Regions from separate parts of the Mus musculus genome. Here region 1 is linked to region 2. The links are chromatin contacts, called in public HiChIP or PLAC-seq maps. All regions are on one chromosome and are shown on one strand. Each heading gives the region's core, a stretch centred on a gene start, on an enhancer-like site or on the middle of the called end of the contact. The rest is flanking DNA. Distances are from core to core; before and after follow the strand shown. Region 1 overlaps Ift52 (intraflagellar transport 52). Region 2 overlaps Top1 (topoisomerase (DNA) I).

Region 1 (5,225 bases), core at 2,318-4,817, 2.4 Mb before region 2:
GTATGCCTGTAATCTCAACACTTTGAAATAGTTTAAAACTGCACTAAGGCTCAGGAAACCTCCAAGAAGAGGGAGCAGAAGACTGTAAGAGACTGTAGTAAGAGTCAGAGGACCAGGAAGTCTGCTGTGAGATTCTCTCTCATAAATGACAGAAGCAATCAATACTTTGTTGGTACCTCAACAAAGTGGCAGCCTAAAACAAGACCTGAACAATGGCCAGACCAATAGACATGGTAATTTGGAAGGGGCAAATCTTACAGGGTCCCATCCCTAAACAAAGAACTACAGGCAGCTAATGACGGCAGAGAGAGGGGGAGAAGTAGCTGGCTCAGAGTTGAGCTCAAAAACAAAAAGCCCTGCTATGGAGCTAGATATGGCAGAACAGCCTGTGATCTCAGCACTCAGGAGGCTGAGACAGGAAGACTGCTGTGAGCTCAAGACAAACACGGACCACACAGGGATATTCTGTCTCAAATAAAGAACATGGTCCACTCAGGAGGCAGAGGCAGGCAGATTTTTGAGTTCGAGGCCAGCCTGGTCTCCAAAGTGAGTTCCAGGACAGCCAGGGCTATACAGAGAAACCCTGTCTCAAAAAAAAAGAACATGGTCATCTGAAGGACCATGGGATGGCTCTGACATTGAATGTTCAGCATATAAGAAACCCCACCACAAACCAAACAAACACAAAGTCTTAGCTTCAGCACAGGAGATTTGCCTGAACATTCATTATAGGAATAGTAAGATACATTCACTTTTTTTTCTGTAGCCCTAGATCTAATTTAATCCCAGTACTTGCCAGGCAGAGGCAGGTGGCGCTCTGTGAATTCAAGGATAACCTGGTCTCCATTTTGAGTTCCAGGCCAGCCAAGGCCATGAAACCCAGCCTAAGCAAAGCAAATCAAATAAACAAACAAAAACAAAAAAGGGGAACAAACAAACGACCTTTCCCAATCCTCAAACTTTTTTTAAGTTAAAAAAAAAAAAAAGCAGATAAATGCCCTTCCCAGCAACATGTGGCAGCTTTAGAAACTCAGTATTTAATAGGATATGAGTAGAGTGAGAGTACTGACAAGGCGGCTACCTATGCCACGACACAACCCAGCACACAGCTCAGGGAGTACAAACAGGCCAGCCGTCTGTTCACTTCTCTGGCCTTCCATGACTCCTAGGCATCCAAACAGAAACATCACAGAGTGCTCCCAGAATGACTAACTGGCCTAACTTGTTCTTTTTACATTTATTTTGCATTTTATTTATTTACCATATGAGTGGGGACATGTGTGTCAAGGCATGCACGTGGAAGGAAGAGGACACTGTGTAGCTGCTGGCTCTCTCCTTCTATTGTGTCAATCCCGGGATTGAATTAAGGCTGTCAGGCTTGGCCACAGCCCTCTCGCCGAGCAATCTTCCAGAGAACAAACAGTAAATCCTGAGGTTTATATGGAAGCACTCAATCAATCCTATGGTTAGCTAATTTCTTCCAACTGTCTTTTTTTTTTTTTTAAGATTTATTTATTTTATATATGTGAGTACACCTAAGAGGGCACAGGATCCCATTAAAGATGGTTGTGAGCCACCATGTGGTTGCTGGGACCTCTGGAAGAACAGCCAGTACTCTTAACCTCTGAGCCATTTCTCCAAACTGTCTTCCAACTGTCTTAGGGGTGAGTTGAAAGAGATCTTTCTGTCCCTTTGGAAGTGGTTCTAAGAAGCTGACCCATCTTCCATTTCTATGATGCAGTCTCCTACCTCTGGGTCCTCAGCATCAATCTGGTTGAGGTGGATGTCTCCTGTTGTAAGCCACTGGAACACAACATCCTGCATTTGAAATGATAAATATAATTAGACACCTGGCTATTTGGGAATGCTAAAGGTCAGGCTAGACAAAATAATTAAAGTAGGGAGAAAAGACAATAGAATTCAAAAAAGGATGATCAGCCTTCTATTGGTAAAATCTCTTTAAAGTAGTGAGAATTTTGTTTTAAAAACCCCGTTATGTATATGAGAATTTTGTCTTGTTTTGTTTTAATCCTAGGTCTGGGATAAGAGGCTGCTTCCCAGCAGGTGGTTATGATTTGCCTCATGCACTAGCAGGGGGTGATTTTGCCAGCTGCAGATAATTGAATTGTGGGGCCTCTGGAGAGGGATTAAACGGGAGAGCTTCAAGAGGTCCTGTGGCAGTTGCTCCTGCTCCTGCTGTTGCTTCCTCTTGCTGTGGTTTGTCACGTGGTCATGAGTAAAGCGACAACAAGAAATTGGAGACAGCCTGAACGAAAAGTGGACTTGTCCCAAGGAACCTGACACCCCTAAATCAACAGGAAGTAGTCTAAAGTGTTCTACACACCCTTAACCCTCTAACCTTTCTCTTCTAACCAGTATTGGGGTTTGGAAGGGATTTGGGCAGAGAGAGAGAGAGAGAGAGAGAGAGTTCGAAGCGTGGTAGATAATAAGAACCCAATAAAATAGACAAAAAAGCATGCCAACTAAAAAGCACGCCAACCTCAGTCTAATGCAACCTTTATCATTCACGTCAGAGCATTCTAACACATTACAAGCCAACACTTCCTAAAACCTGTTCACAATCCTAAAACAACCTTTGCTTTCTGTGATGAGAGTCAAAACTTTTAAAAAACACACCTTTTCATCTTTGGCAATCATAATATGACAAAAATCATAATTATATGTAAAACCCCAGCCTTTGAAAAGCAAACATTGAGGTTTCAGAACACAGTGAAAGGCGCTGAGGCCCAAGCAGAGTGCTTAGTCCACCTCACACTAGACTAGAAGGGCCCATCCACTAACAGGGAGGGCACACACCTTCCTCTGGCAGGTAAGTTGCTAGAGTTCCATCCAGAACATGGCTCAGAAGCCATGAGCTCTTTCAGCTACACTGACAGAGCAAGGCCACACTCACTTCGTTCTTTATCAGTGATCAGTCCTACACATAACTCTAGCTACCCCATGCTGCCACCCCCTCCTACACTCACTAGTCACGACCTTCATTTAGTCCTCATTCTGTCCTGCCTAACTGACTCAGGCTGGCCTCTCCCTTTCTTCCTTCCACACAACAGAGGGGTCTGAGATTGTGGAGGGTTGGTCTATTGCTATGTATTGTAATGCTAAATTCTATGCCAAAGTTCTAGGCCTACCTAGACTTCTCACACTCACAGGCTTTTACTGAGTGGCTTCTCCTGTTTACAAGCTTTTGTTGTGCAAACCTTGTTCCTTGATTTACTATTATAGGTTAAATAAAATTAACTGCAGCCAGTTACTGGAGGGACTAGAGGTGGGTGGGTTTGGAGTCACCTGGTTGGAGGAGGAGGGGGAGCCATGAGCATATGGCCAGGAGAAACAGCAAGTACCTGGGGCACATGGCTAGGGAGGTAGCCAGGCTTGAAGTTAAAAAAATAAATTAAGGGTGACCCCCCGCCAAGTAATTGTCAAAGGCAAATAAAATAACCATAGTCCATTTTGTAAGTGAGTCGGGGGAAGCCTAACTTGTCTGTACACATCCCTGAGCTTAAGCTGCTTGATTTACAAGTCGGGCCCTCCCCAGTTTTCCAAGGTCAGCCACCTCTGATTCAGCAGTACTCTTTCTACATTCGCTCATCTGTATGTCACTCTCTGACATACTATAGACTGCTGTAGAGCAAGGGCTACGGCTGACTCAATACTTTTAGTGCCTACCATGTAATATGTTTAGCATGCTCATGTAAATGAGTAATAAATACACTTATGGGTATTTTCTAATGATATGGAAGACACGAAAGAGAAAAGCTTACCATAATTTTGCTATTTTCTTCTTTATCTAAATATTGGTCACTGAACATATGACACGAACCAAGCACTGCCAGCTTTCCAAAACCTTGGTTCTGTTGATGACAAAGCGATGTTAGATACTTACATCACAAAACACACTGCATGTATCGCTTACCACATTAGCAACTGTCTGATACACCAATAAATGCCAATTCACACATAGCTAATATTTGAAAAATATCAGCTATGAAAACAATTCCCATTTACTTTTTTTTAAAGACCGATTTTTCATTTATGTACAGGAGAGCCTCATCTACAGGAGAACATGTGCAGCACATGCATGACGGAACCTGTGTAGGCTGAGGGGGGCATGCGATCCCCTGGAACTGGAGACACAGGGAGATATGAGCTTCCACGTGGGTTGTGAGCCTATAGTGGGTTCTGAGAACTAAGCAGGCCTCTGCCAGAGCAGCAAGTGCCCCTAGTGGGTTGTGAGCCTGTAGTAGGTTCTGAGAACTAAGCAGGCCTCTGCAAGAGCAGCAAGTGCCCCTAACTACTCAACCATCCTCCATCCCACACTACTACAAAGTATCTTTGCCTTTCTGATAAATATGAAAAAATGGTGATTACCAATATTGCTTAGGTTTCAGTGAGTGAGTCTTTCACCACACTGCTACTAAAATTATCAGTATCTGCAGCCAAAGCTGGAGAGAGAGCTTGGTGGGTGAAGTGCTTATGTGAGCGACCTGAGTGTGAGTCCTGAGTCCCAGCTGAGGTAGCACACGTGTCCATAACCACAGCACTCCTGTGTGGCTATGGGTGTGGAGGGAGAGAAGAGAAAATCCCTGGACCTTTGTGAGCCAGCTAGCCTGGCATACATAGCAGCAACAAAATAAGAGACCTTGTCTCACACAAAGTTCAAGATGAAGATCAACTTCCAAGCTTGTCCTCTGACCTCCATCTGTGTGCCACAGAATACATGTGCCCATAATCACATACGTATGCAGATACATGCATGCATGTGCACACATGCACACATATATCATACACACATAAAGACAAAAAAAATTTAAAAAGAAAAAAAACAAAACCCTGCACCCAACAATCTGAAACACACAGATTCTATATTGCATTCATAATTATAAATAATTAGAAATAAATCCAATTGTTCAGTGGGAAAATAGACTTCAGGTTCTACCTCATAAAAAGCAAGTGCGTCACAGGAAAAATATGACGATTTTGTTGGGGTTTTTTTTTTTTTTTTTTTCAAATCAGGGCATCATTATGTACCCTTGGCTGGCCTGGAACTCAACTCACAGAGCTCCAACTTCCTCTACCCCCCAAATGCTGGGATTAAAGGCATGTGCCTATTATAAAGTGGTTCTATACTTCAACAACATAACAATACCCCCATATCTAAGAAAGTCAATACCTTTGAGTGATAGAAAGCTAGAATGGGTCTGTTC
Region 2 (5,150 bases), core at 2,552-5,051:
CAGGTGTAAACAGTGTAGGAGGAAGGAGTTATATATACTATCCAAAGCTGTCTTCCCCAAGAAGGTACACACACAGTACAACTTTTGTCATAGAAAATCTCTATTCCTCTCAGACATACAAATATACAACCAGTTCACAAAATGAACACTGGAACTACTTGTGATAGCCCTTAAATGTAATCTAAGGAGGCAGAGGCAAGTAGACTGACTGGGCACTGGAGGCCAGCCTATAATATTTAACAATGCCTTGTCTCAAAAAAAGACAATACACTGTGCTTGGTGGCACATGCCTTTAATCCTCCTTTAAGGAGATCTCGGTGAGTTGGAGGCCAGCTTCACTCATCTACATAATGTATTCCAGGCTAGCTGGGGCTACATAGCAAGAACTTTTCTCCAAAAAAATTCATCATAAAATCATAAAAACAAGAGCTTTAGCAGTGGTTCTCAATCTGTGGGTCATGACTCCTTCGGAGATTGAACAATCCTTTTATAAGGGTTACATATCAGATATTTTACAATAAATTATAAATTTGAAAAAGCAAAATTACAATTATAAAGTAGCAATGAAAATAATGTTTTGATCGGGGTCACCACATCCTGAGTAAAGGATCAGGGCATTAGAAAGGCTGCGGACCACTGGCTTAGAATGTAGCTCAGTGCTACAGGATTTGCCTCCCATGTACAAGGACTTAGGTTTGCTTTCCAGAACCACAAAATAACATAACAATAAACCATCTATCAGAATGGACTAATTAACTTAATTTTTTAAAAGAAAACATAGCCGAGTGTGGTGGCGCACGACTTTAATCCCAGCACTCGGGAGGCAGAGGCAGGTGGATTTCTGAGTTCGAGGCCAGCCTGGTCTACAGAGTGAGTTCCAGGACAGCCATGGCTACACAGAGAAGCCCTGTCTCGAAAAAGAAACCAAAAAAAAAAAAGGAAGAAAGAAAGACAAAAGAAAAAAGAAGACATTATTATAAAGCTTACTGAAACCCTGCATCTTGGTCTTAGAACCACATCCCCAAAGCTGGAGTTTATACAAAATCAACATACTTAATATTATGCACTTGTACTTTCTAATGCTTTAAAATTCTGTTTTTGTTTAGGACAGATAACAAACTGGCCTCTGGTGATAAAGCCCAACATCCAAGTGTGCCCATGTACTAGGACTCTCCATGAATCTCCCCCCCAGGAACTAACAAGCCTGAAAGCTTATTGTCATTGGAAGTTAAGAACAGTGAAAAAATTCCACTCCCTCTTTCCAACTGTCTCAATTCATACTTTAATAAAAGTGTTAGTTTACTCTCAGTGTTAGGTCCATCTTAACAGTGGCTAATTTAAGTAAATCTATACAAAAGCAGTTATTTTACAATAGTTCTCATTGAGAATTCAAAATTCTAGAACATAATTAATAAATCTTTCTAAGTCAGAAGACACAAGGAGTTCCTGACTAAAATCTCTTCTTAAGAATTCTGAAATTGCAAAGGAGAGGAAAAAAGAATTCACTCTGAGCCGGGTGTGGTGGCGCACACCTTTAATCCCAGCACTCGGGAGGCAGAGTCAGGAGGATCTCTGAGTTCCAGGCCAGCCTGGTCTACAGAGTGAGTTCCAGGACAACCAGGGCTATAAAGAAAAACCCTGTCTCGAAAAGCCAAAAAAAAAAAAAAGAATTCACTCTGAAGCAAATCCTGGGCTGGGGATGTGGGTCAGGAGCCGAGTACTTGTATAGCAAATGTGGGTAAAGCCCTGGAGATTCAATCCTCAGTACTATAAAATAAACAAATAATCCAGGAGTGGTGGTACAAGCCTTTAAAAACCGCAAAGGCAGGCAATGCTATTATTTCGCCTGGAGTGAGTTCCACGACAGAGCTACATAGCAAGAACCTGTCTTTAAAAAAAGGAGAGAGCCGGGCGTGGTGGCGCACGCCTTTAATCCCAGCACTTGGGAGGCAGAGGCAGTCGGATTTCTGAGTTCGAGGCCAGCCTGGTCTACAAAGTGAGTTCCGGGACAGCCAGAGCTACACAGAGAAACCCTGTCTCAAAAAAAAAAAAAAAAACCAAAAAAAAAAAAAAAAAAAAGGAGAGATAGGGCTGAAGCTGAAGAGATGACTCAGCAGAGTGCTGGCTGCTCTTTCAGGGAACCACAGCCACCACCACTCCCCAACCCACACCCACCCCAGTTCAATTTCTAGCACCCACACGGCAGCTCACACCTGTCTGTAACACCAGTTCAGGGACACACAGACATAAATGCTGATAAAACATTAAAAAGCCATTATCAATCGACTTAAGATCCATCACAAACAGAACCACAGTCTGATGGATATTTAACTACTCCCATGATGTCCTGGGGGTGTCACTCAGGCACCCCTTCACCTCATTCTGTTTCACATTTAACTCAATCTGTGGCATCAATCAAACAGTGGATTAAACTCCTTGCTTTAGAGTTTAGTTAAAAATTACACAACTGTGAGCTAATTAACATCTGAGCCTAAATTTCTAAAGTGGAAAATAGTGACAGGTGAAATTACAGAGCCTTTTAGACATTGCTAGAGTAATAGTAATTGATTACATTTCTGCTATTCATTTCACCTCTAAGCATTTCCTACTCTATTATCCAAAAACCTGATAATATTCAAAGCTAAACTGAGAGGAAACTGGTTCTATTTCTGGTCTCTACATAATTTACTCAAGTTGTTAAGATCTTAAATATCTATTGTCAGTGGTCTCAGCAGCCAAGGCTATATCATTTTGTCTCAGTAGATTAATATGTCTTAGCTAATTGTGAACGCAATTATTTATAAGCTGTAGCACATACTCAACATAGGCATGCACGTGAGAAAACAACCCTGACGGCCATACAGGAAAGAATAGTTCTAATCTGCTCTTACGTAAAAGTAAATGTACCAGATTCTCTATAATTTATGTATATGTAGTGTTTACATTATTAACTGCAACTTAATGTAACTGCAAACTTGATATAGGTAACATGCTAGAAACTTAAGACTTCCTTTTTTTCTTTTCTTTCTTTTTTTTTTTTCCGAGACAGGGTTTCTCTGTGCAGCCCTGGCTGTCCTGGAACTCACTCTGTAGACCAGGCTGGCCTTGAACTCAGAAATCCGCCTGCCTCTGCCTCCTGAGTGCTGGGATTAAAGGCGTGCGCCACCACGCCCAGCGAAATTTAGACTTTCAAATGAAGTTATAAGCAAACAGTTAATCATTTTAAAGAATACTGATCCATGAAATTGTGTAAATTTAAGCCAACCTACTTTGCCAAATATAGACATTAACTACTTCTTAGGGACACTGAGATAAAATAAGAACTTATTCTATCTAAAGGACTTTAAATTTTCTGTTGTTTGGCACTGGGGGTGGGAGGTGGTCAAGTAAAACCATGATCTATCTGAACTTCTAAGTGGTAAGTTCTATTAGCACATTATCTAAAATAAAGTAATGTAAACATATAGGTGGAAAATTCATTCTATTTTAACACACTATACACACTGGTCTTCAGATTTCTGGAGAAGTTACAAGAGCCCCAAACATCTATTCAAGCAAAATATAAACCTAAATCTCTTGGGTTGTATCTACATTCAAAGTTGTACTGTCTAAGAAAGCAATCAGTCACATGTGAGTATTTTAAATTCAACAAAACCGAAGGTTGTTGGGGGAGGGGGTTTTGTACAGTTTTGTACAGTGTATTCAGATGCTGATGGACCTGCCAGCAGTCTGGAGGTTGGCATTGTCATGGTATTTGGAGCATCTCCTGTCTCAAAGATGTGTAAAAACTCTTTTCTATCACCTCAGATTGGTTAATAAAATCTAATTCAGCCTATAGCTGAGCAGAAGTGAATAAGGTGGGGCTTCTGATCAGAGTCAGGGGTTCCCAAAAAGAGAGGGAGAGAGATGAGAGAAGAGGAAGAAGAGAGACCTGGAGAAGGACAGGACGACTGGCTGGTGGCAAGCAGATCAGCAGGGAGTTGCCAAGAGGACACACATGGAAAAGCACGAGCCAGGGTAAGAAGACTCAGATTGCAGGTAAAGAACCACGTGGCTGGGAAGTAGGCAGCCATTGAGGGTTAGAATAGATGACTATATGGCCAGCATAGTGCCTACAGTTTAATAACTTTATTAGTTCTCTGTGTTATACTCAGAAGCTAAAACGGACTACAATGGTGGGCATACAAATGCCCTGCTGTTAATTGGGAGCAAAAAGGGCAAAGAAAAGCCCTCAGAATTCCATTTACAGAAGGTAGGGTTGGGGAGGGAGGCAGCACTACCTTTCATGTTGGTGTCTTGCAACATTGTAGCTGTTCCTGGGCATCTGCTGTACCAGTTACCAGCTGCCATGAGCCAGCCTGGTAGGCTACACTAGCCAAATTCTGAGCATGAACTATGAGCAGTTCCATGCCAGTGAAAGCTAGGTGCCCAGACACAGATGGAGTTCTTACAGCCAGTCTCTCATGCTCCGACATGACACAATATTCAGTATAACTATTTTTTACCACAATAAAAAGCAGCAGGTACAGCTGCTGCACTTGAGCTCTGCTACCACCAAAGATGCCTTTGTGTACTTAGGGAGCACAACTGTGGAGCCTGGCGGTGTCATGGCCCTGGGGACTCCCATTATACTGGATGGCCTTGATGGTCCAAGGAGCCCTCTTGAAAACAGTGCCATCTACTTGGATGGAAAAAGGGATGCATTAGGTGGCACAATGGGATGTCACAGTTGGGATTAGATACCATGTGACAAAAGGTGAGAGAACTCAAGAAAATTGCTCACACTGGGAAAATAGAGAATATGAGTAATGACAAGAGAAGAAATTAAGGAGACCTGTGGTTGTAGACAAACTGATGCCAAAAATTTGGTAAGAAGCCAAAAATTCCCTTAGGAAACCCCCCCCCCCCCCAAATCACTGTGACAAACTACGACCCCAAGGAAGGGTCTCTCATCTCAGCTGATCATCTAAAGATACCTCAAGAAAACCTACTCTATGGTTCTAAGGGATAATCCATACCTGTGTCCTTTCCTCCTCAGGGCTCTTGATCAAGGTAGTTATATTAGGGGTATATTTTCTACCTTGTTAAAAGCCTGATATGGTATTATCATATTATAGCTACAATAGAGGACAATACAGAACTGGATTTTG

Evidence for each region. HiChIP or PLAC-seq counts read pairs in DNA pulled down with a chosen protein or histone mark.
Region 1: a contact with region 2 is called in an H3K27ac HiChIP or PLAC-seq map of embryonic stem cells, with 4 times the contacts expected there. The contact joins two enhancer-like sites. A contact is called at or near these places in 2 of 39 promoter capture datasets (liver and pre-B cells) and 3 of 115 datasets of contacts at active chromatin or transcription factors (embryonic stem cells and large pre-B cells).

Annotation. Positions count from the first base shown.
Region 1 is chr2:163,029,828-163,035,052 of GRCm38.p6, reverse strand. Ift52 (intraflagellar transport 52) reads right to left here. Exons shown (of 13, transcript NM_172150.5): 7 at 5,192-5,225; 8 at 3,783-3,872; 9 at 1,750-1,818. Among named protein-coding and RNA genes, the nearest start is that of Ift52, 15 kb to the right of the region's middle. Within about 2 kb of position 3,567, at least 23 of the 459 cell types and tissues checked have an H3K27ac peak or open chromatin away from gene starts, as enhancers often do. A contact at or near this core is called in embryonic stem cells, where this site is marked.
Region 2 is chr2:160,654,997-160,660,146 of GRCm38.p6, reverse strand. The region is part of intron 2 of Top1 (topoisomerase (DNA) I); the gene reads right to left. Among named protein-coding and RNA genes, the nearest start is that of Top1, 12 kb to the right of the region's middle. Within about 2 kb of position 3,801, at least 49 of the 459 cell types and tissues checked have an H3K27ac peak or open chromatin away from gene starts, as enhancers often do. A contact at or near this core is called in embryonic stem cells, where this site is marked.